2 separate regions of the Anser cygnoides genome follow, and region 1 is linked to region 2. Evidence: chromatin contacts called from public Hi-C data. All regions are on one chromosome and are shown on one strand. The core of a region is the stretch at or near the end of the contact, and the rest is flanking DNA. Distances in the headings are between cores, read along the strand shown. Region 1 holds the start of LITAF (lipopolysaccharide induced TNF factor). Region 2 overlaps LOC106041217.

Region 1 (6,031 bases), core at 2,403-4,902, 71 kb before region 2:
TTATTTCTTAAATCAGATGGGACTGTTTGCTCACCAGTTGAACATTGTACAAAATGGGGGTGGCATTTGTAAAGATCTGTGCTCATCTAAAATATATTTTCCAGAAACTCATCCAAATTTGTCTGAAGTACTCAAAAGATGTAGAATCTCATAGAATCTCATACTTCTTTTGTCAGTTTCTTCTAGTGGCTCATCAGTTAAGTGTTGAAATGGAAAACAAGTCGTTAACCTTCCCAGCTTTGACCTCTGAACATAGCTTTTTACTATACTTTTCTCTCTTTGATTAAAAAGCTCCTTATCCCCTGGTACCTTCCTTCTCATAATTCAGTGAGTGCTTTTAGACAATAATTTTCTAACCTTGAAGAAATTTTATCATTCCATAATTAAGAGATTTAATACACAGAGTAAATACTGATCTTCACGTCAGTCTTGTTTAATTAGGGAGAAACATAAGAAAAACCTGTGCATTCCGTATACTGATTATTTTGACAAATATGTACAATAAAACTTGTTTATTTTACTTCCTAGATTTTTTTAATCCAAATTCTTTAGTAGTAACAACCTAGCAGAACAGTATTTTGATAATGGAAAGAAAAAGGTCAAGACAGGAAGAGATTGTGTGAACTTATTTAAATAATTACAAGAAAGGCTAACAAAACTGGAGAGGATTTATATTGGCATTATGCACAAAATAACATTAAAAAGAACTTAGCTCATAGGCGAGCTAAATGAGCTGTGAGGTTCATAGAAAAGATTTAGAATTAGTAAAATCATTGCTAAGCTCTACCAGTTTAATTAAAATTCAACCTCTGCATTCTCAGGCAGTCAGCATTCCCACGGGCAGAAGCTTAATTTTGATTAAGTACCATTTGACATTATAAATGTAAGTAATTTATTCTTCATTGGCATTGATCCTATCTGGAAGTTCAACCCCTGGGGGCTTTGAGGTATTCTTTCAACCCATTGCTGCTTCCAATAGTGAATGATGTAGAAAGGACTATTTTGGATTTTTGGTTTCATTTGGTTCACTACTTTGAACACAAATCATTCAAAATATTTGCTGTCCTCGGTGTTGCACTTCTAGATGGCACTCCTGTATTAGTTGTATTTTCTAATCCTATCAAACTTACCTGTTTCTCTTTTAAAATATTTATATAGTGAAACGCAAACCTATGAGTGGCTTAAATTTTAGCTGTTGTTTAGATCAGGATATTGACTGGCAATTGCAATACCAAAATGTCCGTCTTCATATTTCTTGTGCTAAATGTTCAGTGTGTTGCAGTTCTTGTTCTGTTTGCTTTGCAACTTGAATCAGCCATTGTAGAAAAAAAAACACAAAACATTCTTTAAGGCTATTTGACTTAATGTCATCTACCTTGCTTTGCATGTAAATCTGTGCATCAACCTTGCCTGCCAGTCTAAAACTGCAACCTAGTACAAATCTCCTTAAATATCTAGTATTATTGAAGTTATCAAAAGTCATTTGAGATTCTTTTTAGCCTTAACCAATTAGTACACGCAAAATCACTACAAAAACCAACTGTATGTGTGCAGATCCTACAACTTCCAGGCAGGAAAAAAATAAGGTGACATTAAAACTTGTTTACTTCTGCACATTGAATGTACATCAACTTCTCAGCTTCATTTAGTTTCTTTGGTGGAAACTGACTGAAGTAAAAGCTAATAAATCTAGCACCTACGCTAAGGCATTCATTTTTGGGGTTAAACTGACATCTACTGGTGTCCTGTAATAAATTACGTGCCATTAGTGTGTGAACAAAACATATACAATATACCGTGTACTTTACTGTTTCGTGACGCTGTCGGATGACTCAGCAGGGTGGAGAAAAGCGTAACAGCCAAATACCAAGGGTGGGGCTGCTTCGTACATCATACCACCAGAAAGGTGACAGAGCAGAGCTCTTGTGGGATACTGCGTTGGGACCTACGTAAATTTTCTGAATTTGTCATGTGGCCTTTCTTCTTTTTTTTTTAACAAGTTAAATATATCATCTTCAGAACACAGCTCACGGAGTGGGGGAGATGATCAAGATTTCTCTCAATTTCTAGCTGTGTTTCCTCAAGCACGAAGTGAGTTCATGCTGCGTGTCCCCACCCAACCACTTGGTCTACTGTGGCTGACCCCAGGAAGAGTGGGTCAAGCTGTCCCTAGCTTCACTCTGCATCGCCGGAAAAGGACTGGAAAGGGAGGAACTGGTAAATGGTGAGATAGGTGGGCAGGAGGAGGGGTAATGAGAGGAAATACACTTGTGCACTGCTAAACTGATGCTGTTAGTGGCCTAACCACCAAGCTGTATATGGACATTTGGTAAGAAGAGTGGTAGGGCAAAACGGCACAATGTTATTGGGGTCTGCAGAGAGGGGTAAAAGCTGTAGCATGAGGCAGCCTGTGATGAGATGTAAGCAAAAAATATAGCACTGGCAGTAAGAAGGCTTTCAGATGAGGCTCATGCCTTATTGCACCCCAGGAGATGCGTTTAGTCCTGGCTTCTCTCTGCTGTGGCTTCTAAGCTGCTCACATCCACCTGGCAAAGGAAATTCAGTTACAAAGAGCACAATTACTCCAGTTTTAACAAAGCCAGGGCACCAAGGCAGAAATTACACATATCCTGCTTCTGAGATAAATATCATGACCTATAATGTGATTTCTTGACAATGATGAAAAGTTACTCACATCTAAGTCGTGTTCTATCCTCGGGGTCAAACGCTAACAAGCAGGAAGGACTGACTGCTGCCGAATCAAAACAAAAGCAAAACCCACCACTTTTTTTTTTTTTTAACAGAATCAGGGGTGAGGAGTATTCATGCTAGCAGAGCCCTTGTACTTCACTATCTGATCAAAACCCTGCATACACATACCTGTAGGCAATACGGTAGATCCCTCTGACCGCAGAGTTGACTCTTGGGCTTCTCGTCACTTGGAGCGAGTGCACCTTTTGTCCTATGAAACCTGAATCCTGGCCCTGGGATGGACTTGAATTGAATATACGTGTTACTTAGGGCAAGGGCCAAGAAAGGTTTTAAGCACAAAACTAAGACTTTAACAGATTTTAGATACTTTCAGCCAAAAGGCCTACCATAGAGTCCCTGCTGAGCCCTGGGGGGTTGGTGACTCCTTCCAGTCCAAAGCAGATTGAAGCACTTAAATAACAAATCTTGCCAACTGGCTCATTTAAACTGCAGTGGTGAAGCAGAAGCAGCCCTTGGTGAATCCCTTTCAGCGATCTGGCCAGTAATGGTTTCTGTCTTACCTTGGCACATATTTTTGAACTGTTGGGTTGGATGGATGAAGGAACAACAACCTCTGTAGCTTCCAAAGGCTGAATCCAATTAATTGGTTCTAAGAGCCCCAGTTAACGACACTGGATCTGTTGGGAGGTTTCTTTAATAATTTTCTTTCAGTTTTGTCACATGCAGCACTGGCTGAAAGAGATGATCCTGGTAACACAGGCATATCAAGGAATTAGAGGAAGGATTTATTTTTTCCTCCTGTGCTAGGAAACAGGCAGTCTGGCAATGCTGATTACTGGGAAGCTGAGGATCCCTGTGAATCTGGGAACCTGCGCGTAGCCCCTGGGCAAGACCTTCCAGCGGGACGTTTCTCTGAGGAGGCAGCCTCCACTCCCGGCGTCGTGCGTCGAACTTTTCGTGTTTCCTGAGGCTTTTTTTTTTGCATTTCGTTTTCCTTCTCCTCTCGCCCCGCTGCCAGGTGCCGGAGAGGCGGAGCGGGGGCGGCCGGTCCCGGGGCCGGGGGTGTCCGGGGCAAGGTGCGTGATTCGTGCAGCCTCGGGGAAGGGGAGGAGAAAGAGACGGGACGGGACGGGACGGCGGCTCCAGCCGGGCGGCGGGGAGGGCAGGCGGCGACAGCTGCGGAGCGGTAAGGGACGGGCCGGGGGGATCCGGGGCTGCGCGGGCGCCTCTGGAGCCGGGACGGGCGGGAAAGCGCCGGGCCCCTCGGAGGAAGCCGTCGGTGGTCACCGAAGCTGTGGGCAGGGAGAGGAAGAGAAGAAGGGAAAGGAAGAAGGGAAGGGAAAGAAAGGGAAGAAGGGACGGCACCGGGCGTCTCTCTGTCAGGGCCGCTCCCCTGAGGGCGCGGCGCAGCTCAGCTCAGCTCAGCTCCCTGTGGCGCTGGCGCTGCCCCCGCCGCCTCGCCGGGTGCGTGGCCGTGTTTACTTTCTGCCTTACCAAACCTGAAGTGTGTAGCCTCCTCTTCTCAGGACCACGGGATGCCTAATGCGATTTCTGGTCTCTTAGTGTTTTATTTGCTAGTGTTTTGTTGGTAAATCCAGTGTGACTCCAATGGCACTGGTTGTCTTACTGAAACAATAATGTATTGAACTTTTTGTTTGTTTGTTTTTTCCCCTTAAAGTATAACAGAGTTTTATTCTTTCACAAACATCTAAGAAATCTGCGTGACTTTAACGCGCTGTTTCTCAGCAGGTTGGTGAGTTAGGAAGCTGTTGTCTGGAGTTCAGGTAACCAAGATGGTGGCCCCAGCAAGTGCTGTGCTACAGCTTGCTGCTGCGTGCTGCAAAAATCCCGAGTGCTCCCATAAACCTGTATATCCTGCCTGATTGTTTAAAAAAAAGATTAGCTGTCAATCTGCCTTTTGTTCCGGGTGCTGTTGATCAGCAGCTGTCTTCAGCGCCGCTGTGACAGAGCCCCTGTAATTAGTCATGGTGTTGGAGAGCAGCCTGGGGTTTCTAGCAATGGGAACTGAGGAGGAATAGTGCAAACAGATTAATCCTGCCAAATCTTAGCTAAAGAATAAGGGAAGGATAACAGTGTATTTACTTGGCCAGGCTGGGTTAGGAAATCTGTTTTCATAAGCCTTTATTTTCGGTGTCTTTACGCTAAGTAGAGAGGTGGGTTATTACCTTCTCTTTCTCTTGTCCCCAGGCTAATCTTCAAGCTGGATTGCAAGACACATGTTTGCGCTGGGCGTATGAAGTAATAGTTCAAATATTTCTTTAGGGTTGACGTTTAGAGCAAGAGGGACATCAGCAAAATTCTGTTGACAAGCTGAAGTTGTGGTTGCATCCACAGTGATTAATCTTTTGATGAGATTGTCTTTTAGTCCTGATGTCATCTTGTTCTTTTTTAAAGAATTTCCATTAGAAATAGAAATTCTATTCTAATTTCCATTAGAAATTAGATAGATGTATTAATGGGACTGATACTTGGTTTTATTTTTACACTGTTTGTTTTAGTACTTGATAGTTATCTGTGCCTCAGAATTGAAATGTCCTCCTTAGTTAATTAAAAAAAAAGGGGGGGGGGGAGAAGAAGAAAAGGAAGGCATAGGAGACGTCATTGTTCCAGGGATGCTGCTGTTAAGACCTGGAACCTGTTTGCTTCTGTCTTGTAGGGTGGAGGGAAGCAAAAAAGGATAGATATCATTTTTAAATAGAACCACCTGCCCCAAATTAGTCAGTGGTAAGAACTGAAAAATGCAACGTCATTTGAAAATAAGTATTGACCATAAGTACTGAGACTTAGAAGAATTTGTGCTAGAAATTATGGTCATGAGCATTTTGAAATCTATTAAAAGGCGTTGATTTCTTCGACCTTGTTTCCTCAGGAAAGCAGAGATGGGGATTGTCTTCAGTTGTGCAGCATCTGCCACGCAGCAGGAACTGTGACTGGGGGCAGTTGATCAGCATTCAGATCTGTAGCTTACTAAGAAGGGGAAACATTTTTTTTCTTTTTTCTAAAGAAAACAGAAGGTCAGTGGTTTTTAAAAATACAGTTGTCAAATATACAGTACTACTAAAACTTAGAGTTTAGTCATCATTTGATTGCTTTCTTCCATCTACCAAAGCTGCAGTGTGAGTAGGAGGTTGGTGTGAAAGCTGAGAACAATGCCTTCCACACAAGGAAGTGAGGGGTTACCAAAATAACTGCTCCTGTGTACACACTGTGCCTGTAGTCACGTTGTCCTTTCCTTCTGCACCAGCTCCTATGTTTGTCCTAGCTACGTGGCCAATCCTACACTGGACTGAATACACAA
Region 2 (6,148 bases), core at 671-3,170:
TAAATGAGAAAGCATGGTTTACAGGAAAAAGACAGATTTTCATTCTTCAGGTTCACCTGAAACATGATGCGAGTGCATCTTGGCTTTCCTCCCAGATGGAAGTGAACTATGGGAAACACTGGAACAAAATAAACAATAAGAAGAAACTACTGATCAGCCAAACATTAAAGAATAGTTCCAGTTTTTCACTAGTCAACTATTTCATGGAGGTAATCATGATTGTTGAAGAGTAAAACCTTCATTTCTAATATTTAACAGATGATCTTCTTTCAAAGCGCGTTCTATGGGCTACCAACTGAAAGAAAATAATCATTTATATTGGCATATCCTGTGATGTTTTATTTGTAGGAAGTTCTTACAGAAGCTATTCATGTAAATTTTTGTGTTGTTTCTTAAAGTAGCAGATCTCCTCTGTTATTGTATTAGAATAGATGATAGTTTTCTGAGGAGGGTTGTCATTATTCTATTCCCATAGAGAGCACCTAAACGTAGATTTTATCTGTGATCACAATATGGGCTGACATAGAATTATGGACATTATTGTTTTTAACCAAGTAAGTGATCCAAAATTTAGTGGAAAATATCCTTTTTGAACCCCCAGTAGATAAAACAAATGCACGTTAAAGAAATTTCAATCTGTAATTCATCAGCATTCATGAAAATCTGTAAAATGAATGGCAAATATCAAGAGCAGAGGCAGTAGTTGTGACCTTCCTGTTACTGTATGTGTGTGTTAGCTTAGATAGCTCTGAAGATGGGATCCTGTTTTTATTTAAATTTGCTTCACTTGTTTTCCAGTTTACTGCGCAAGTCGTGGAAAAGCAGATGAATTACAGAACCCAGCTGCAGCACTCGCACAGCTCTCAGGGTTATTTGCAGAGCAGCACCAACTTTAAGGTGCAGTATAATAACCTCATGCCATTTTTGGCTGGACTGCAATGGAAAGATGTATCCAGAAATGGCCTGAAGAAGTGGGAAGGTGAAGTACCACAAACCATTTCCAGTCTGCTTAGAAAAGCATGCATGCAATGTTGCAGCTGGGATTTTATGAGGTAGTCACGTATGGGTGTAACAGAATCATTGAAATATTGGTTGATCAAGGCAGACCCTGGAGGTTATCTTGACAAGCTTCCTGCTCGAAGCAGGACATGATCACATCTGCTGTGGCTTTGTCTAGCTCAGTTTTCAAAACCTCCACCTTTCCCCAGCCTAGCTGACTTAACCTCTTCCAGCAGTTCCTGAGACTCTCAGTGTGCAATTTGTGGCTGTTGTCCTTGTATTGTATGCCTGTGTTGAAGGGTTTGTGTTTCTCATTTTTGCCATTTGCCTTCAAGATAGCTGTAGGCAGCTATCAGATCCGCCCCATCCCTTTGCCAGACTAAATAAGCCCAGTCGCCTCCCTTCTTGTCACAGGTCTTGTCTCTAGGTGTTTTATCGTCAGAGCAGCCCTCTGTTCTGTCCTGTCTGGTTTCTCACTGTCTGCCTGGCTCTGGGTGGTCCAAAGCTAGATTCAGTGTCGTAGGCAGGACTTCTCCGGAGCTTTGCAGACGGGAATAACTCTGTTTGATAGCCATGCTCCTAATGTAGACTGGTATTGTCCTAGTAGCTTTTGACTGAGCTAACTGACCAAGATGTGAGCCATGTTTTATTTATTTATTTTTTATTATCAACTTGCTTTAGAAATAGTAATTGGATTTGTAAATACATTAGAAAGTGGGACACTGAGATGAATACTAATGGTATATCTTAAGCTGTAAATTAAACACCTGTGTATGCATATGGATGTATTTTAAAAATCACATTTCTTCTTGGTCTTCGATTCATAAAGTACAGCAGGGAGTAGACCTTTGTTATTATAAGCTATATTTTACATTTTTGGACTTCTTTCTCAAATAGAGATTAAATTACCTGTAGCATGCCAAGAATCAATTTTCTGATATTTAGTGCTTAAAATGGATTGAATGACACTACTATTTTATGCTTCAGTGGATTACATGCTGTACAAATCAGGGCAATGATTGGCTCAGTGACTAGGTATGCTATTGAGATGCATTTTTCAAAGCTAGTATATACTATGTGTGCCAAAACTTGGATCCTTATTAATGCAAAACAACTAGCTTGATACACTGGATTAATTATTAACTGTTGTGCTTTTCTGCTTGTTAAAGTGAAATGAACTAAGGTCGAATTAATTCTGAAGTCTTAAAAATGTGGAGATTACTTTGTGAGTGACTGTCATAAAATTGTGCATTTCTGAACTATATTGCAGTGGGTGAATGGCATAATTTGATAAATAACCAGTGAAATTTCAACAGTGAATTTTCAGCACCTTGTCAGATATAAACATTCTGAGCTGTCTGGAAACTAGTTTCCAAAATAGCCTACCAATCTTGTTCAAAATTTATGTATTGCAGAATTTAATTACTATGTTGGCTTGTGTTGAAACAGCTTTGATAAAAGCCATTATAGTAATTATGTGAATAATAGCTACAGAATTACAGTTCAAGTAAAGGTTCCACATCTTGTTGCAGGTCATGCAGTAGAACACTTTTCTGGTGTAATTTAAGTACCAAGTTCCATAAATTTCCGTTCTTGTAAATGGCGCTGTGTTTTAAACTACGCAGTATGGTACATTAGTGCAGGACATTCATTTAACTATGTACCATCCAGAGATTTTGACAACTCTGAAGCCAATAGTAGCAATTAGTCTCATTCCAGAAACCCAGCTTTGTTGCAGAATTAGAAGCCAGGCAGCTTGAAATCTCACATTTCTGCCACCTTTAATTTATATATTCCTTCCAGGAGAATTAAGTATGGACACCCCATGGCTATATCTGCATGCAGCTCACAAAATACATCAGCCTCAGCATTCTGCTTATTTATTGACTATGGAACTGACAACTGGCAAAGTTCTCTCCATTAAGAATCTTGTAGTGGAACTATTCTGTAAAGATCAAGGCAATGAAAAGGAGGGGAAATTTCACATTTACACACCAGCAACCACATACCTGCAGGTAAGTAACATGATGTTTCCTATAATGTAGAGCTTTGATGATGCAGCTTTGTGACGGTACGTAACTAAACTGTCATCATACTGGAATAACACTTGCTCAGCTTGTTATGTGAAGTAGCTTGTTTGAGAAACTAATCCACTATGTGCCAACTTATAAGAGAGCATCTTGAAAAGCCGATGTTCATCTCTTTCTTGTGCTGGAATGACATGCTATTCTTCCTCTGGGAGCAGGCAAGTCAAAACAGGCAGGGTCTCTTTGCTGTCTTTGAAAATATTAGGGCCCGCTATCTCTGCCTCTATTTGGAATGGAAGTCCATTTATTCCTGCACAAAGCCCAAATATTTCAAGTCAGAATTCTACCTAGGAGTGTACAAACAACTAGAACTATTTTTAAGTTCTCTCTCCTCTCCTTTACTCCAAGAAAATGAAAGGTTATTTCTTTTGTTGTGACTCAGTTAATTCAGTCTCCCATAATTCTGTGTGAGAATTTTCACTAGTAGGTTCTCAATGTGTAATCTTCAGTCTTTTTTATAGGAATTCTTCCACTTTCTGTGAAAGGATTAGATATCCCTTGGGTGGAATCAGTGTGCCTTGAATCTATGGATTCTAAGCTTCTTCCTAACTTGTTTTCAACTGTGCCATGCAATGGAGATTTTAAAACCAATTTCATCACCAGCTGCTATGAATTAACAAATAAGGTTAACCTTTGTCACCATGCAAGGTGTAGATTTGCCTTGGAGAAGCTTCATTATTTTCATTGAGGTAGTCCTTATCTGTCTCTGTATAAATGAGAAGAAAGTCTAGAATTTTTGCCTTTCTTCTAGACATTCACAGTAGATTCTAAATCTTATTTTGGTTTATCCTTAAGGTTTTCCTTTATTCTGAACTGCAGCTTTCCCTTGTTAGATCACTGATGGTTTAGGCACAGTGAAGAAGATTGTGAGAAACATTCTTCAATGAGAAAGGAAAAAAAGTGTTCATCAACTATTTTCTTTCCAACTACTTAGCTTCCTCTCTCTCCCTTGCTTGAGGGGATAAAATAATTTTTGAGATCTTTATGGAAATTCATATTATTTGGATAATGGAAAAGCTGATGCACTATTTCTAATAGTTATTGTAATGAACTTCTCCAAGACAATGCATTCTTTTCAGCTCTGGCCTGTGATGCTGGCACAATAGGATTTTCTCTGTCCCAACTCAGCCTGACTACTATGTTCCCCTTTATTTTTAGGCCTCCACATTTAATCATCTTGAGAGAAACGTTCTGCACAGCTATACTGAAATGGTATCTTTGTGGAATCAGCCTGTGAAGAATGAGATTCATTTGGAGAATAATGAACAAGCCAAATTTCTTTGCTTTAAGATAAAGAGCGCAAAACAGGACTTTAACTTCACAGCCAGCTATCAGAACCTGCCAATGGTAAGACAGAAGTACAAATCCACAAAGGTAATTTCTCTGACCCAGTGCTGTGTTTTTCAGGTCTGCCACCTTCCCCAAAGATGTCTTTGCTAGTGTTGAAGCTTAAACACTTCCAGAGCTCCTTCTTTTTCATCTGTTTTGACAACCTGCAGTGTAAAGCTAAGTTTAAAAACAAAACCAACCAACCATACCCCACCCTCCAACGTCATCCCCCACAATAGTTTTGAGTCCTATGCACCTATCTGGGATGCCAATCACAGACAGAAGGGCAGGGAGGAGAGAGCAAAAAGATATTAGATGACTAGAAAATAGAGCTATAGATGTGATTGCTTACATTCTTACATTTTGATACAAGTGGCAGGTATGGAAGATTATATTGTCATAGGGAATGAGCATGTTTTGCCTATGAGTGTGCATAGTAACAGCCTTGGGTTATATGTCATTCAAGCCTCTGCATCCTTTCCAATTTATGATAATGCTTAAAATCATGTTTGCTTTGCTTGGTGCCTACAACACGGGAAACGTAATAAATAGTTTGTCTCCAAAGAGGAGTAATATATTAGTAAGGATGTTTGTCGTCTGACACACTCTGTGGTTTACTATTAATGTCACTTTTATTCTTATGTAAATTGTGATCAGGATTTAAAGTGGTGCAGAAAGGGGATGTTCTGTGAAATGACAGTCTCACTGCAGCCTGTTAAGCTGTGTGGTTTCTGTTTTGGTGTTCCTGAATATGAATGCAGTAAATCTGATGCAATTGTCCTTTTCTCTCCTGGTGTCATGATTTGACTGCAGCCTATGAAGACAAACTTCTCTGTGAAGGCTGTATGGACAGATTATAATAGTCTGCCTAAAATTCTTCAGTTTGAAAGTCAGATAGAAGAGCTGAAGAAGAAGATGCTCTATCAAAAACGTGGAACCATTTATTTCAGGTTCAGTAGTTTCATTCCTATCTCTGAAGAAAATTTTGGTCTAAATTTAATGTGTATCTTGATGCCCTCAGGAAAAAGTTCTGGGCTTTACATGATGTATGTGTCACATGCACAAAGCCTTAAATCTTTCCCATCCGTCTCTGCACTTCCTTGAGCACACTGCCTCCATGGGCTAGTTATTTGCATCCACTTAGCTTTCACACCCTTTCTTGAAGTGGTAGAGAATAAAGTCATCAAGGGAAACAGGCAGTTTGTGCTGTGACAGTGTATTTGTTGGCAAATCTATTAGACTTAGAGCCTTCTTTAACATCAGAATTCACGGTGTCCAAATGTCCAAGTGGTGAGAAGATCCAAAATCTAGATCTGATCCCCTGTGCCATTCAGATATGGTAGGAATAATGGAAGCATTCTAAAACCAAATATTTCCCTCTTAAAACATATAATAAATAGTCTTATTTATGTTTTAGAAAGTGTTTCCATTTGGTGGTGAGAATGATTGCACTGCATCTAGATATTGGCTGTCTCCAAAGTTTCTCTTATTTTTGAACTCATTATCAAAACACAGCTTGAAGCCTCTGGTAAAAATGTGTTGTCAGACCTCAGAAATCTGTATCTTCTCTAGAGATATCTCAGCTTTTTTAAGGCATAGTAGGGTCAATTGGAGTGCACAGGCTCCCTTAGGAACCACTGTGCATCTTGGAAATAACTTCATATATATATATATATATAAATAAAAAATGAGAAATGTCTTTTCAGTGATGGAAAAAGTATAGAAACGAAAAA

What was found. A called contact is a pair of places that touch in the nucleus more often than the background predicts.
Region 1: a contact with region 2 is called in a Hi-C map of liver, with 2.1 times the contacts expected there. The contact joins the promoter of LITAF here to the enhancer-like site in region 2. A contact is called at or near these places in 2 of 7 Hi-C or Micro-C datasets (both in liver).

The regions. Positions count from the first base shown.
Region 1 is chr15:17,863,231-17,869,261 of Taihu_goose_T2T_genome, reverse strand. It overlaps LITAF (lipopolysaccharide induced TNF factor), which reads left to right and starts at 3,652. Exons shown (of 5, transcript XM_048053758.2): 1 at 3,652-3,788.
Region 2 is chr15:17,790,068-17,796,215 of Taihu_goose_T2T_genome, reverse strand. LOC106041217 reads left to right here. Exons shown (of 74, transcript XM_066977881.1): 27 at 51-209; 28 at 799-979; 29 at 2,803-3,014; 30 at 4,245-4,460; 31 at 5,229-5,365. Among named protein-coding and RNA genes, the nearest start is that of RMI2, 57 kb to the right of the region's middle. Within about 2 kb of position 1,920, at least 1 of the 3 cell types and tissues checked has open chromatin away from gene starts, as enhancers often do. A contact at or near this core is called in liver, where this site is marked.